Regions from separate parts of the Mus musculus genome. Here regions 2 and 3 are each linked to region 1. A link is a contact called in public ChIA-PET and promoter capture Hi-C data. All regions are on one chromosome and are shown on one strand. The core of a region is the stretch at or near the end of the contact, and the rest is flanking DNA. Distances in the headings are between cores, read along the strand shown. Region 1 holds the start of BC003965 (cDNA sequence BC003965). Region 2 holds the start of Meiob (meiosis specific with OB domains). Region 3 holds the start of Tbl3 (transducin (beta)-like 3).

The links. Promoter capture Hi-C pulls out the DNA fragments that hold promoters and counts their contacts. ChIA-PET counts read pairs in DNA pulled down with a chosen protein or histone mark.
Region 2: a promoter capture Hi-C map of embryonic stem cells shows a contact between it and region 1. The contact joins the promoter of Meiob here to the promoter of BC003965 in region 1. A contact is called at or near these places in 2 of 39 promoter capture datasets (embryonic stem cells and hematopoietic stem and progenitor cells) and 3 of 115 datasets of contacts at active chromatin or transcription factors (bone marrow-derived macrophages, embryonic stem cells and memory CD8 T cells).
Region 3: a contact with region 1 is called in an RNA polymerase II ChIA-PET map of memory CD8 T cells, with 57 read pairs. The contact joins the promoter of Tbl3 here to the promoter of BC003965 in region 1. A contact is called at or near these places in 1 of 484 Hi-C or Micro-C datasets (CD4 T cells), 4 of 115 datasets of contacts at active chromatin or transcription factors (craniofacial prominence, fibro-adipogenic progenitors, memory CD8 T cells and 1 more) and 2 of 9 other capture datasets (adipose tissue and liver).

What each region holds. Positions count from the first base shown.
Region 1 is chr17:25,182,266-25,186,730 of GRCm38.p6, reverse strand. BC003965 (cDNA sequence BC003965) reads right to left here and starts at 2,170. Exons shown (of 2, transcript NM_183150.2): 1 at 2,091-2,170; 2 at 1-2,011. The coding sequence starts at 2,122. The coding sequence ends at 1,633.
Region 2 is chr17:24,802,571-24,806,728 of GRCm38.p6, reverse strand. Meiob (meiosis specific with OB domains) reads right to left here and starts at 2,347. Exons shown (of 14, transcript NM_029197.1): 1 at 2,317-2,347.
Region 3 is chr17:24,705,933-24,709,877 of GRCm38.p6, reverse strand. Tbl3 (transducin (beta)-like 3) reads left to right here and starts at 2,225. Exons shown (of 22, transcript NM_145396.4): 1 at 2,225-2,354; 2 at 3,712-3,763; 3 at 3,848-3,943. The coding sequence starts at 2,314.

The DNA.
Region 1 (4,465 bases), core at 921-3,420:
TGTATTTCCAGTTCCAGGGAATCTGACATCCTCTTCTTACCTGTATAGGCAACAGACATGTATGTGATGCACATACATACACATAAAGTAAATCTAATTTTGTAAGCGTCAGTTACGTTAACTCCTCCTCCCTCAAAAGAACATGTTTTATTCAATCATTTCTTTCTGCCCAACAGTTTATCTACTGTCTTGTACATGCAGCTGGCTTATAGTTAGTTACAGGCCCTCTCCCTACCTGATATTTGCTGGGCACTCACCCAGAGAATTCATTGGGCTGAAAACAATAGGAAAAACACAAGCTACAGTCTATTTGGGAAATTGGAAAAGCATAGCACAAAAAATAAATAAATAAATAAAATAAACATTTAAGTAACCCTTTAGCTAACACACCTATTCTCCTATCCGTAAAATAGATGTGAAACTCAGATCTGGTGGTGCTCGCCTTTGATCCCACCACTCAGGAGGCGGACGCAGCCTCTGCCTCTGAGTTCAAGGCCAGCCAGGGATACAGCCAGAATTCCAGGATGGCCAGGGCTACATAAAGAAACCTTGTCTTGAAAAATTAGAAAGGGGGAAGGAAAGAAAAAAAACGAGAAAGCAGAGGTGTAGTGAGTGTCCCCACTTATTCTGCTCACGAGTTCAAATGCCCACATCACTTCAGATAAGTTATCAGCCTGGCAGCACTGAGAACCCACTGCATGAAATGTAACATTTTTTTTTTTTTGCAAAAGCAATTCTATGTGAGCTGGAAACAGACCTCATTGGTAGGATAGCACAATAGACTCCTGAGTTCAATCACAACACTGTGAAAAAGACAGAAACAAACAAACAAAAAAAACCAACCCACTATATTATTGATGTTTTGTTTTGTTTGAGACAGGCCCTCCCTACGTAGCCCAAGCAGACCCCAAACTTAGGATCCTCCTGCCTCAGTTTCATAAGTGTTGAGATGACAAGCATACCCTACCACTTCTGTCAAGTTTTTAAGTTCTCATGTGGGAATGAAGAGCAGAAGAGAAAAAAAAAAAAAAAAAGATGGCAGCAGAAGCAGGAAGCAGGCTGATATCTAAGTCTACAGCAAGGCTGGTTTACATAGCCAGTTCTAGGCCTGCCAGAGCTAAATAGGGGGACTGTGTTTCAAAACAAAAAAACCAAAGCCTACTTGATGATGAAAGGGGAGGTGAGAAAATTGAGTTCATTAGACTTTACCAAATGTATTTTCCATTTGTTAGTTTTTAAAATAGCTTCAACTGATGTTGCACACATATAGGTAATTACACTTCAGCAGTTAGTCTGTCTCGGAAAGCGAATGAACTGCAGGTAACACCTCCACCAGATGAACGCTGGAAACATGATTAGGCTGTATGAACACATCATAACTCAAGAGCATAAGGTGCACCCAAAACCTTTTCTAGGAACCTCAAAAGTTCTATGGACGTAATCACTGGGCATTGGTGTTCGGCAAAGATCAGATTTCAAGCCTCCAACTTTGTGCTGTGTTCTTGTGTCTCAGCGCCAAGAGCGCCATCCAAGTCCTTTAAGCAACGAGGACATGCGCAGAACCAGTTCAGAAATCGTCAAATTCAACAACGAAAGGACGGCTGCCTAGTCCCTTCCTCAGCACGCACCCTGTTACGTTCTAGCCCCGTAGAGGGCCGGAGCTTCAAGCTCCTCCGGAGGACCTTCCGGCTCCTCCTCGTCCTCCTCTTCCAACACCTGCCTCAACCACAGGTCCATGCCGCTCTCCTCCCTCTGGTAGCACCATACAACCAGAGCCACGAGTGTGAGGGTGAGCGGCAGCACTTTCCACCAGGGCCGCTGCTGCGGCTTCCCCAGGGAATGCTCCACGGTCCAGCGGATCGGGGTGGCTTTGCTGCCGGAAAATTGGATCGGGAGGTTGGGGTCGTCGTCCTCCTCTTCCCTGTCTGCAGGCTGAGCTGGAGACCGGCCACGGGGCGGCGGATGCAAACTTCGCGAAGCCCAGCCCACGAGCCGCAGAGCCCGGACCGCTCTGGAAGAGAGACAGCAGTAAGCGTCCCGGAGCCACGGCCACCTCCCACCCTCACGCACCGGCACCTCACGGCTCTCACCCCGCAGCCCGTGAGCACAGGACACTGTTCATAGCGACCTCGACTCGCACGCTGAGGCGCACCGCGCTTTCGTCACTTCCGTCGCACAAAACCGGAAGCCGAACTTCACATCCAATTTCACGACTACAAAACGTGGGTCCAGCGGCGCAACGGAAATGATGCATTTCCTCTCGCTAGCTCTTCCGTCTCCGGCCTCGCCCTGATCACTATCTGGACGACTTACGGGTTTGTGTCGTTCTGGGTCCTTCCATTGAGACCTGATCCGGCGCGGCGGATTGAAAGTGAAGCAGACTCGGTTCTCCGAAGAGCTTGGCCCGAGGCTGTTTAGTGTGATGCCCAAGGACTTGAGAACCCGTGGCATCTGCTGGCTTCTTTCCAGGACCATCGTCCGGGAGGGACTTGGTCCCTGTTCTCCATGAGCGCATCTTCCAGTCTTAGCGCTCCATCCGAGCTCTCAGGCACGGAGGCGGGAAACCCTCGCGCCTTAAACGCCTCCCGGCCTGGCCGTCCCTTTGAAAAGGCTTGTAGAAACATCACCTCCACCTAGACTATCCCAGGTCCCCAGAATCCATTTGCCTTCAGGAAGAATGGAAATGGCTCTGTGTAGACCATAGGCTGACCAGATCTCGGACAGCCTACAGGGAGGCGATTCTGAAATTACACTCCCATAGCTAACGTGCACCTGGCCTTTTGATCTGGAAGCTGATTGAAGCTCTGCATCGTCAGAATCAGCCAGGCAACCTTGTAATCCCAATACTGTGGAGGCAGATAGAAGAGAATCACTGGTCCCAAGTACTACACAGCTTAACATCAACCCAATTTAAAATACAAAAAAAAAAAAAAAAAAAAGAGGATCAGCCCTAAAGGTGTCTGTCTTCTTAGTACCTGTGCTGTGTAGAAGCTAGAGTGAGTTATATTACACCTGGTCTTACCGCAGGGCTCAATAATGATTATCACTCCGATTTTATTCTTGATCTGTAAACCAGTGACATGAATAAAAACAAAAAAACACCTCTTCCTCTATCTCATGGGGCTGTGAGTTCCTTTCTGGGCAAGCAGAGTCCCCATGATTTATTTTGCTCAGGAGGGTGTCTGAGGGCACCACAGCATGCATGACAAGGGAGAAGTTAGGCAGGAAAAGGACCCTTCAGCCTTTGGCTGTTAGTGATGTAGATATTCCTGCTAGAGTGAGGGCCAGTCTTACACAGCACTCCAAGAAGGTAGAGGGTGCCCTCACTAGGCAGCATAGAGGGGAGACACACAACTCACAGTGCAGCAACCTGGCTCCTGAAGACATGAAGTTCAGCTACAAAAACCCAGCCCAACTGTCCTGTCTTCACTTGAAACTCCTCTGCTGGGGGACTGGACTTGAACTTCTCCCCATGCAGGGAAATAGGGGTCTGATATCAATTGGATCCAGAAGCTTGGGGGGGAAATTTACACCTGTTGCAACTGCAGGATTTGGGAGCAGCCTGCAAACTCACTTGCCTTGTTCCCTGCAGGTGGTTTTGCCCGCTCTTTGCTCAAGGTCTCCCACCTGGGGAAGCACACTCTGTCATCCTGAAGGTGACCATAGCTTTTGGATGTTTACTGCTTTGTGGGAAAGAAAGGGTCCTGGGAAATGCCCTTACTCTGAGCTGTAATCTAGCCCAGGATGGAACAAAATCAGGAGCCTCCTGTGACCGGGAGCCACTTACTAACGGGAAAAGCCTCACACTCCACTCTGTTCTTCCTCAAGGCACTCTCACTGAGTTAGAGCAGGAGCAATGATAGAGATGTCGGGAGCCCAGCAACACCTGTGAGGTTCCCCCCGCCCCATACACTAAGAGGCCCAACCCAGGACCCTGACTAAGAGCTGCTGTGTCAACAGAGGCACCTGTCTACCAAGGTCCTCCTCCCTGGGCCCCACCCCACCTGTTCCATCACAGAACCCCACACTGCTACACCAGTTTCCTAGCAAGGACCTCACAGCACCTAGGCCCTTAACTATAGGGAACATGCAAACCAGGGTGAGCTTTCAGAAGGAAATGGAGCTTAAGGGCCCTAAGGTGTAACGGGAATCAGGCTTCCTGGATTGGATACTGTAGGAGAGCCAGGCTCAAGCTGCACAGGATAGCCCATGGGACCAGACAAGGAGGTACAGCAAGAGTTAAGAGTTTCATCCTTGGGTGGGCTAGCCTCTGACAATGACCAATGAGCCCATCTCAGTCTCAGTGACTGTCTCAGATCAGAGGCAGAAAGAGACATTTTAGGGCTGGCAAGACAGGTGGTTCAATCTGTGAAGTGCTCACCATGCAAGCATGAGGCCCTGAGCTGGAGCCTTACCAGACACATAAGAAGCTCTATGTATGTTTGTAATTCCAGCTCTGGGGATG
Region 2 (4,158 bases), core at 1,098-3,597, 380 kb after region 1:
ACTGGATCAAATGAAGTCCTAAACAAAAATCATTTTATAATTTGAAGATAATATTGTTACGGCTAACTTTTTAGATAGATATGAATTCTAGTTGAAAAACAGGTGTGGTTTATAGCTTGCTATTCTAGGTAAAGGAAGCTTTCAGAGAACTTGGAAATGACTTTCCTATGTTTTCTGTTTTATTCTACAGATTTATGCTAAGGAAGAGTTCTCCATGATGTTATTTCTATACAGGGTATCTTTGCAACCTCTCACCACAAACCACAAGTTTTGTAACAATGTTTTATAAGACTAGGATTTGTTTCTCTTAGTGCAACAAGTCTCCTTTCTTCCAAACACTCTTGAGTTGTCCATTAGAAAGCTGACCTCCTGGCTACCACACTGGGGAAAGTGTTAGTAACTTTCTATGGTAGTACCTAGCACTGCTTTTGTCAAAAAAATAAATAAATAAAAATTTTAAACATAAAAATTTAGGGGGTGGTCAATAAGATGGCTCACTGAGTAAGGGCTCTTGCTACCAAGACTGGCAACCTGAATCTGATCACCAGAAATCACATGATGCAAGGAGAGAGTCCACTCCCAAAACTTGTCCTCTGACCTCTACACATCCATCGTGGCACCTGACATCTTTACATCATCATCATGTGCGGTATGTATAGTTTATATGCACATGTGTGTACATGAATGTACACAAAGGCCAGAGGAAGAAGCCAGTTCTATTTCTCTTTGCCTTATTTCTTTGAAACAGAGCCTCTCACTGAAACTAAAGCCAGACGGACTGAAGGCTAGCAAGTACCAGTGATCTCTTATCTCCAACCCCCACAAGTGCAGTCATGCCTCACTTTTATGTGGGTGCTAGGATCCAAATTCATCACATCTGCATCCCTTTGTTCTAAGCACTCATCCCTTGAGTCATCTTTCCATTCCCACTCAGTATTTTAACATGTTTCTGATTATTCCAACTGTGTGTCATTCTGGAAAAGGCAAAATCCTGGATATAATGAAAAGAACAGTGGTAACCAGGGGGTGTTATAGGTAGAAGTAAGGGGAAACAAGTGGGACATGAGGTCAGGGAAAGTAATCTGTAGGAATATATGTATTATATATGTTTTACTCATTTTATATAGATGTTTTAACATATATATAACATATTATATATGTATATATATTTTACATACTCTATCCTCCTGGATCCTATATGATATACATACATACTGCATGTAGGCTTCTGATATATCCTGTCCCTATCCTTGAGAACTGACAGGCTCCCTTCCTCCTTAAAACCTCTCTTCCAGCTAGATATGGTGACATATACCTGCAATCTCAGCATTTGGAAAGTGAAGGTAGGAGAATCAAGAGTTCAAGGCTAACCTCAGCTACATAGTGAATTTTTGAAGCCACCCTGGGCTACCTGAGACCCTGTCTCGAGAAGGGAGGGATGGAGGAAGGATTTGAAAGGAAAGAAAGAACCAGACAATTCCGGGAAGATGAAAAGGAAGGAGGAAAGGAGAAAGAAAGGAAGAGAAAGGTAAGCAGGGAGAGGAGAAAGAGAACATTTTTCTCCATTTCCTCTGATGCTTGGAGTGGTGCTGGCTTGTAATCCAAACACAGGAGGCAGAGGCAGGTGAATCACAAGTTCAAGGTTAACCTGAGCTACGTAGGGAGAGCCTGTTTCAACAAACAAACAAACAACTAAAAAGGCCTGTCTCTGGAATTTTGTTTGTTTTGTTTTTCGAAACAAGGATTCTCTGTGTTGCTCTGGCGGCCCTGGAACTCGCTGATTTGGAACTCCACGATCTGCCTGCCTTTGCCTCCCCTCTTGCATGCCTGGGGTTAAAGGAGTGCACCAACCACCCCTGCCTGCCTACGGGATTCATTCTTGTCCTGGGGAGCCTGACAGGGTGAGGATGTGGAGGGTAAGCAACTCCATGGGAGCCATCTGCCGGAATGGAACCTGACAGTACGGCTCTGACCTCGAGAGACACGCTGACCTGGGACACTAACAACCTGGGACCGTGACAGCGAGAAACCTGACAGGAAATGGACGGGCTGGGAGGGAGCTGACAGGAGTGGACAGGCAGGGTAGAACCTGACAAGAAGCAACCGGGCAGGGCAGAAGAGACACGAATGAGTGAGTCTTGACTGGAAGGGACCTGACAGACCGAGGGCCGCGCGCACCGCGGAGAACCTTGGGGACGTCGGCGCGTGCGACCCCGCGCGAGTTTCCCCTCAGCTCAGGCACCAGCTCTCAGAACCGGAGCGCGGTCCCGCGCCGCCGGCCGGATGCCGAAACAGGCAGTCTGGGTCGCGGCTCACCGGATACTTCCGGGCCCGCTAGGTGACCCACGGGGTTCCACCTGACGCCGGTCACGCTCTAGGCCTTCCCACAGCCCGGTGGGCGAACCGCCTGGAGTCCCCGACCGTTAGCTCGAGCCCCGCCCCCTCCGCCCCCTACTGACCGCGCCCCCACTGACTCCGCCCCCAGCGCTTGTGGACTCCGCCCCTATGGCCGCGGGTCTCACGCACGTGTTCACGGTTAGGGGAGAGGCACTACCCATTCCTTGGACTGGAGAACTTTGTTAAGGACTCAGGTGGTGGAGGCCAAGTCGGCCGTAGGTACTGACCCAGAAAAGCCAATTTCGGGGTCACTCGAAGACAGGAGCGGCGACCACGCACCGCACAGGAGCTAGTGAAAGGGGGAAGTCGCTAAGGAAGCAGGCTAGGCATTTGCCGCAGTTCTCTGGTTGGGATCCTGACTAGGGTCTCAGGCTGTCCCCACTGAGCAACCCTCATAAATGTCTTATAATTGCACACGTCTCCGAGAAAGCACAAAGTTACCTTAAGTGAAATATTCTTAATTTAGAGCAGAAAGTGAACTGAAGGAAGACACGGATATAAAAACCGATAGGGTTGTGGAAGAGGAAATGGCCAGATGCTCTTATTAAAGGAGTTTCCCTGGTTTTACCACATACCATATATATCAGGAGGTACACATATAATATTATGTAAAATAATACTATTTGAAAATACCACAGTATTATATAAAATAGATAATACTATTTGGGGGCAGGGACGTTAAGACGGGGTCTTATGATGTCGTTCTGGCCGTCCTGGAACTCACTATGTAGACCAGGCTGACCTTGAACTCTCAGAGGCCTCTGCCTTGGAAGTTCTGTGATTAAAGACATGAGCCATTATGCTGAGCTTAAAATAGATAATACTAATTTTTTTGTTGCTTTTGTTTTTTTAAGACAGGGTTTTCAGGAGGAGGTGGTGGTACATGCCTTTGATCTCAGCACTTGGGAGGCAGAAGCCGGTGGATCTCTGAGTTCAAGGCTAGCCTGGTCTACAGAGTGAGTTCCAGGACAGCCAGGGCTACACAGAGAAACCCTGACTCAAAACAACAAAAAAGACAGGGTTTCTCTGTGTAACAGCCCTTGTTGTCCTAGAACTTACTTTGTAAACCAGGCTGGTCTAGAACTTCAGAGATTGAAGTAGGAGAATCATGTGTTTCAGGATCATGAGTAGCTCAGCTCATGAAGACCTAAAAAAAAAGAAAAAAGGCCAAGTTGGACTATCTAGAACCTGTCTCAAACAAACAAAATTACTACCATATAAAAATCTTACTCTGACTTTCATTAATGAAGTACTTATTGAAATAAGTAAGTTAAGGTCCTATCACTAAATCTATTAAATTTGTCAACATTTAGTATTATTTAATTTTTTTTTCGGTTTCTCTGACAAATATTAAGCAGCCATATGTTAACATATATTACAAAAGAAAACTGCATGTAAGCCAGGAGTGATAGCACATGCCCTCAATCCCAGTTTTAAGGAGGCAGACGCAAGCAGATCTCTGAGTTTGAGGCCAATCTGGTCTACATAGAGAGTTCCAGACCACCCAGGCTACACAGTGAGACCCTGTCGAAAACTAAATTCAAATTTAAAAACACCATTAGTGCCTGGAGAGATAGCTCAGCCGTTAAGAACACTTGTTACAGAGGGCCCAAGTTCAATTCCAGGCACCCATATGGTAGCTCACAGCCATCCATAACTCTAGTTCCAGAGAATCCAAAGTCCTCTTCTGACTTCTGCTGGCACCAGGCATGCAGTGTGCATACATGCATGTGGAGAAAGCATTTACACACACACACACAC
Region 3 (3,945 bases), core at 976-3,475, 480 kb after region 1:
ACAGAGTCTTGGGTGACTTGATATTCATTAAGTAGACCAAGCCAGTCTTGAATTCAGAGATCTGTTTGCCTCTGCCTCCTGAGTACTGGGATTAAAGGTATCTCCAACCATGCCTAGGCCAAAAGCACTTTAAAAATCCATGTTAAGATAAAAAGGCCTGGAAGGAGGGTGGTAATAGCACATGCCTTTAATTCCAGCACTCATGATTCAGAGGCAGGGGGAATCTCTGTGAGTTCAAAGCCAGCCTGGGCTAGATTGTTTCAAGTCAACCAGGCCAATAAAGACCATGTTGCGCGCCGGGCATTTGGGAGGCAGAGGCAGGCGAATTTCTGAGTTCGAGGCCAGTCTGGTCTACAGAGTGAGTTCCAGGGCCACACACAGAAACCCTGTCTCGAAAAACCAAAAAAAAAAAAAAAAAAGACCATGTTGCTTGTTTTCAGAAACACACACACACATACACACACACACAAACTGGCCTAGAGAGATGTCTGAGATGTCTCACTGAGTAACTGCTGCCAAGCCTGATAATCTGAGTTTAATCCCTGGGATCTACACAGTGGAAGAAAGAAGTTATTTCCAGGTCCTCTGTCTATACATATACTATGTGGAGTGGGCAGATGTGTGGCGCGCGCGCGTGCGCGCACACACACACACACACACACACACACACACACACACACACACACACACTAAATGATAACTTGAGGGTATCAGAGAGGCTGAAACAGAAAGAGCTTGAGCCTGAAGCCAGTCTAGATTATCACACAATTCCAGACCAGCCTAAAACTAACTGAATACATAATCAGACTCTTCCTTAATCATTTTTTTTCCCGAAACAGGGTTTTTCTGTGTAGCCTTGGCTGTGCTGAAACTTATGCTATAGACAAGGCCGACCCTGAATTCAGAGATCCACCTACCTCAGCTTACTGAGTGTAAATTAATTTTCTTTTTAAGATTTATTTATGTAACCAGTGTTCTGCCTGCATGTACGACTGCAGGACAGAAGAGGGCACTAGATCTCATTATGTATGTTTGTGAGTTACCATGTGTTTCCTGGAAATTGAACTCAGGATCTCTGGAGAAGCAGTCAGCACTCTTCACCACTGAGCCCTCTCCAGCCTGCAAGTTAATTTTAAAATTTATTTATAAAGTGCTCTATCTACATATACATCTGCATGCCAGAAAGGGACATTAGATCACATTATAAACAGCTGTCAGTCACCATGTGGTTGCTGGGAATTGAACTCAGGACCTCGGGAAGAGCAGCCAATGCTCTTAACCACTGAGCTATCTCTCCAGCCCTGCAAATTATTATTATTTTTTATTTATTATTTATTATTTTTATTTTTTTGGTTTTTCGAGACAGGGTTTCTCTGTATAGCCCTGGCTGTCCTGGAACTCACTTTGTAGACCAGGCTGGCCTCGAATTCAGAAATCCGCCTCCCTCTGCCTCCCGAGTGCTGGGATTAAAGGCGTGTGCCACCACGCCCGGCTACAAATTAATTTTTAATGAAAAGAAAACAAGCCGGAAGGACACGCCTTTAAATCCAGCAGTCGCGAAGTAGAAGTAAGCAGATCTTCAATAGAACGAGTTCTAGGACAACCAGTGCTTCAGAGAATCTGTATCTCGAAAAACACAAAAGGGAGTGGGGGGAGAGGGAGGGAAGGAGGAAAGGAGAGCGAGACAGACAGACAGTTACACACACACAAACACACATCGGGTTGGGGGCGGGGCACAGAGGCGAAAGTCCTGGACAAGATCTACAGAAGCATGTGATAGGGGAAGCTTTTTTTGTTTTGTTTTGTTTTGTTTTGTTTTTGTTTTTCGAGACAGGGTTTCTCTGTATAGCCCTGGCTGTCCTGGAGCTCACTTTGTAGACCAGGCTGGCCTCGATCTCCCCAGTGCTGAGATTAAAGGCGTGCGCCACCACGCCCGGCGATAGGGGAAGCTTTAAGCACCGCCGAGACACCAATCCGTTGTTGTAAAAGACATCTTGTCTAACAAAACCAAAAGAAAAAAAAAAAAAGGACAGGACAGTTAAGGAAAGGAAAGGAAAAAGGAAAGGAAAGGAAAACAGACCCAAATGAAAACAGTAAATAAGACGTTCTACTGCCAGCTGCCAGCATCCACACTGGATATGCCTTCGGCTCCCACTCCCAGTGGCAGCAGCCGGTCTCCCGGCGCGCATGTTGATGGCGTCAAGGAGTTGCGGCTCCTGACGTCATCACCGCGTGCCTTGAAGTACAGAGTAGCACACTGGCCGGTTCACGCGGGGAGAAAGGCTGCTGAACTTGGAGGCGCTGCCCTGGGACATGGCCGAGACTGCGGCGGGATTGTGCCGCTTCAAAGCCAAGTAAGTCCTCGGAGGAGGCGCGGACCCGAAGGGAAATGGGGAGGAACCGGAAAAGGGAGCCAGGAGTTTAGGAGGGGTGTTCATTGTGATAGCGGGGGCTCTGAGTCCTGAGCTCAGTCAGTTCCCCTGTGAACAGCTGCTGTTTAGTGCTAAGATAGGAAGAGGCTCTGCCTTTATTCATAGTGTGCAGTTTTCAGATAACTAATTTCCATCTGTCACTGAGTGGAATGGATTATGGCAAGGGAGCTCTTGCAAAGAAAAGCCTCGGTGCTGACAGCATCTCTGTTGATGGGTTAACTGGTTGCAGAGTCTCCGACGCTGCTTTTATTTTGATGGGCAGACTTCCACGGACTGGACTTAGGAGGTTGGAGGGCAGAGCATTTGAATTTGGAAAGCCCAGCCCAGCCCAAATAGAGGGCAGAAGCAAATGACCTGTTATAGTGCCTGGGCCAGGAGCAGTGACGCTGTGGTGTTGACTATTAAGAAAGATAGGCAAAGCTGGGCATGGTGGCTCACGCCTTAAATCCCAGCACTCGGGAGGCAGAGGCAGGCGGATTTCTGAGTTCGAGGCCAGCATGGTCTACAAAGTGAGTTCCAGGACAGCCAGGGCTACACAGAGAAACCCTGTCTCAAAAAGCAAACAAACAAAAAAGAAAAGAAAAGAAAGAAAGGAAGGCAGGCAAAAGTCCTTCTGGGCCAGGCAGGGTAATGTCACAAAAGCATGTGAGGTGTGAAAGAAGGGGAAGTTTAGGCACTGCAGAGACACCCCTCAGTTGTTTTAGAAGTCATTAGACAACAGAGATGAAAGCGCTGGTAAGAAACTCACTGAGGAGACTGCAATGGCCACCGCCATTACCTCCCAGAAAATTTCATCGGCTTGGACCAAAGCAGTAGAGGGAGTGGAAAAGAGGGCAGCTTTAGTCAGATCCCAGAAGTCACTGTTAGTCGGGAGAAACCAAATGACACTGAGGCTGGAGGAGTGGGGTGGCATGCTGGGCCTACTGGTCAAGACTTTGAGAGTATGTTACTATTCCTGGCCTCCCACAACTAGTAGAGAGCCCCCAAAAGACCTCAGTGCTGAAGCCTGGGCTGTTGGGCTTCCTTCACCTTGAGTCAGGCCCATCTCTTCAACCTGTCTGATGACCCCATGAGAGCCACTGGGGCATGCATCTCAGCCTCTCCATAATGTGAAACATCCTCCCACGGAGATGCTTGGTTTTCACCCCCGGGTTCCTGCTGCTGCCTGGGCGCTCAGCAAGGGCAAGCATTTGTCTCATCTCTGGGAGAGCACCCAGTGGTCTGGGGGCACTGGGGCAAGGACATTAGGCCATCACTCAGCATCCTGTTCTCTTCCCAGCTATGCTGTTGAGCGAAAGATTGAACCTTTCTACAAGGGTGGGAAAGCACAGGTAACTATCCCCAGGGGCATAGCGGGGGTGGGGGGTTTAGTGAGTACTGAGTAGTTCCTTGGCTGAGACCCCTTTTGTCCCTAGCTGGACCAGACTGGCCATTACCTCTTCTGTGTCTGTGGTACCAAAGTTAACATCCTGGATGTGGCCTCAGGGGCTTTGCTTCGGAGCCTGGAGCAGGT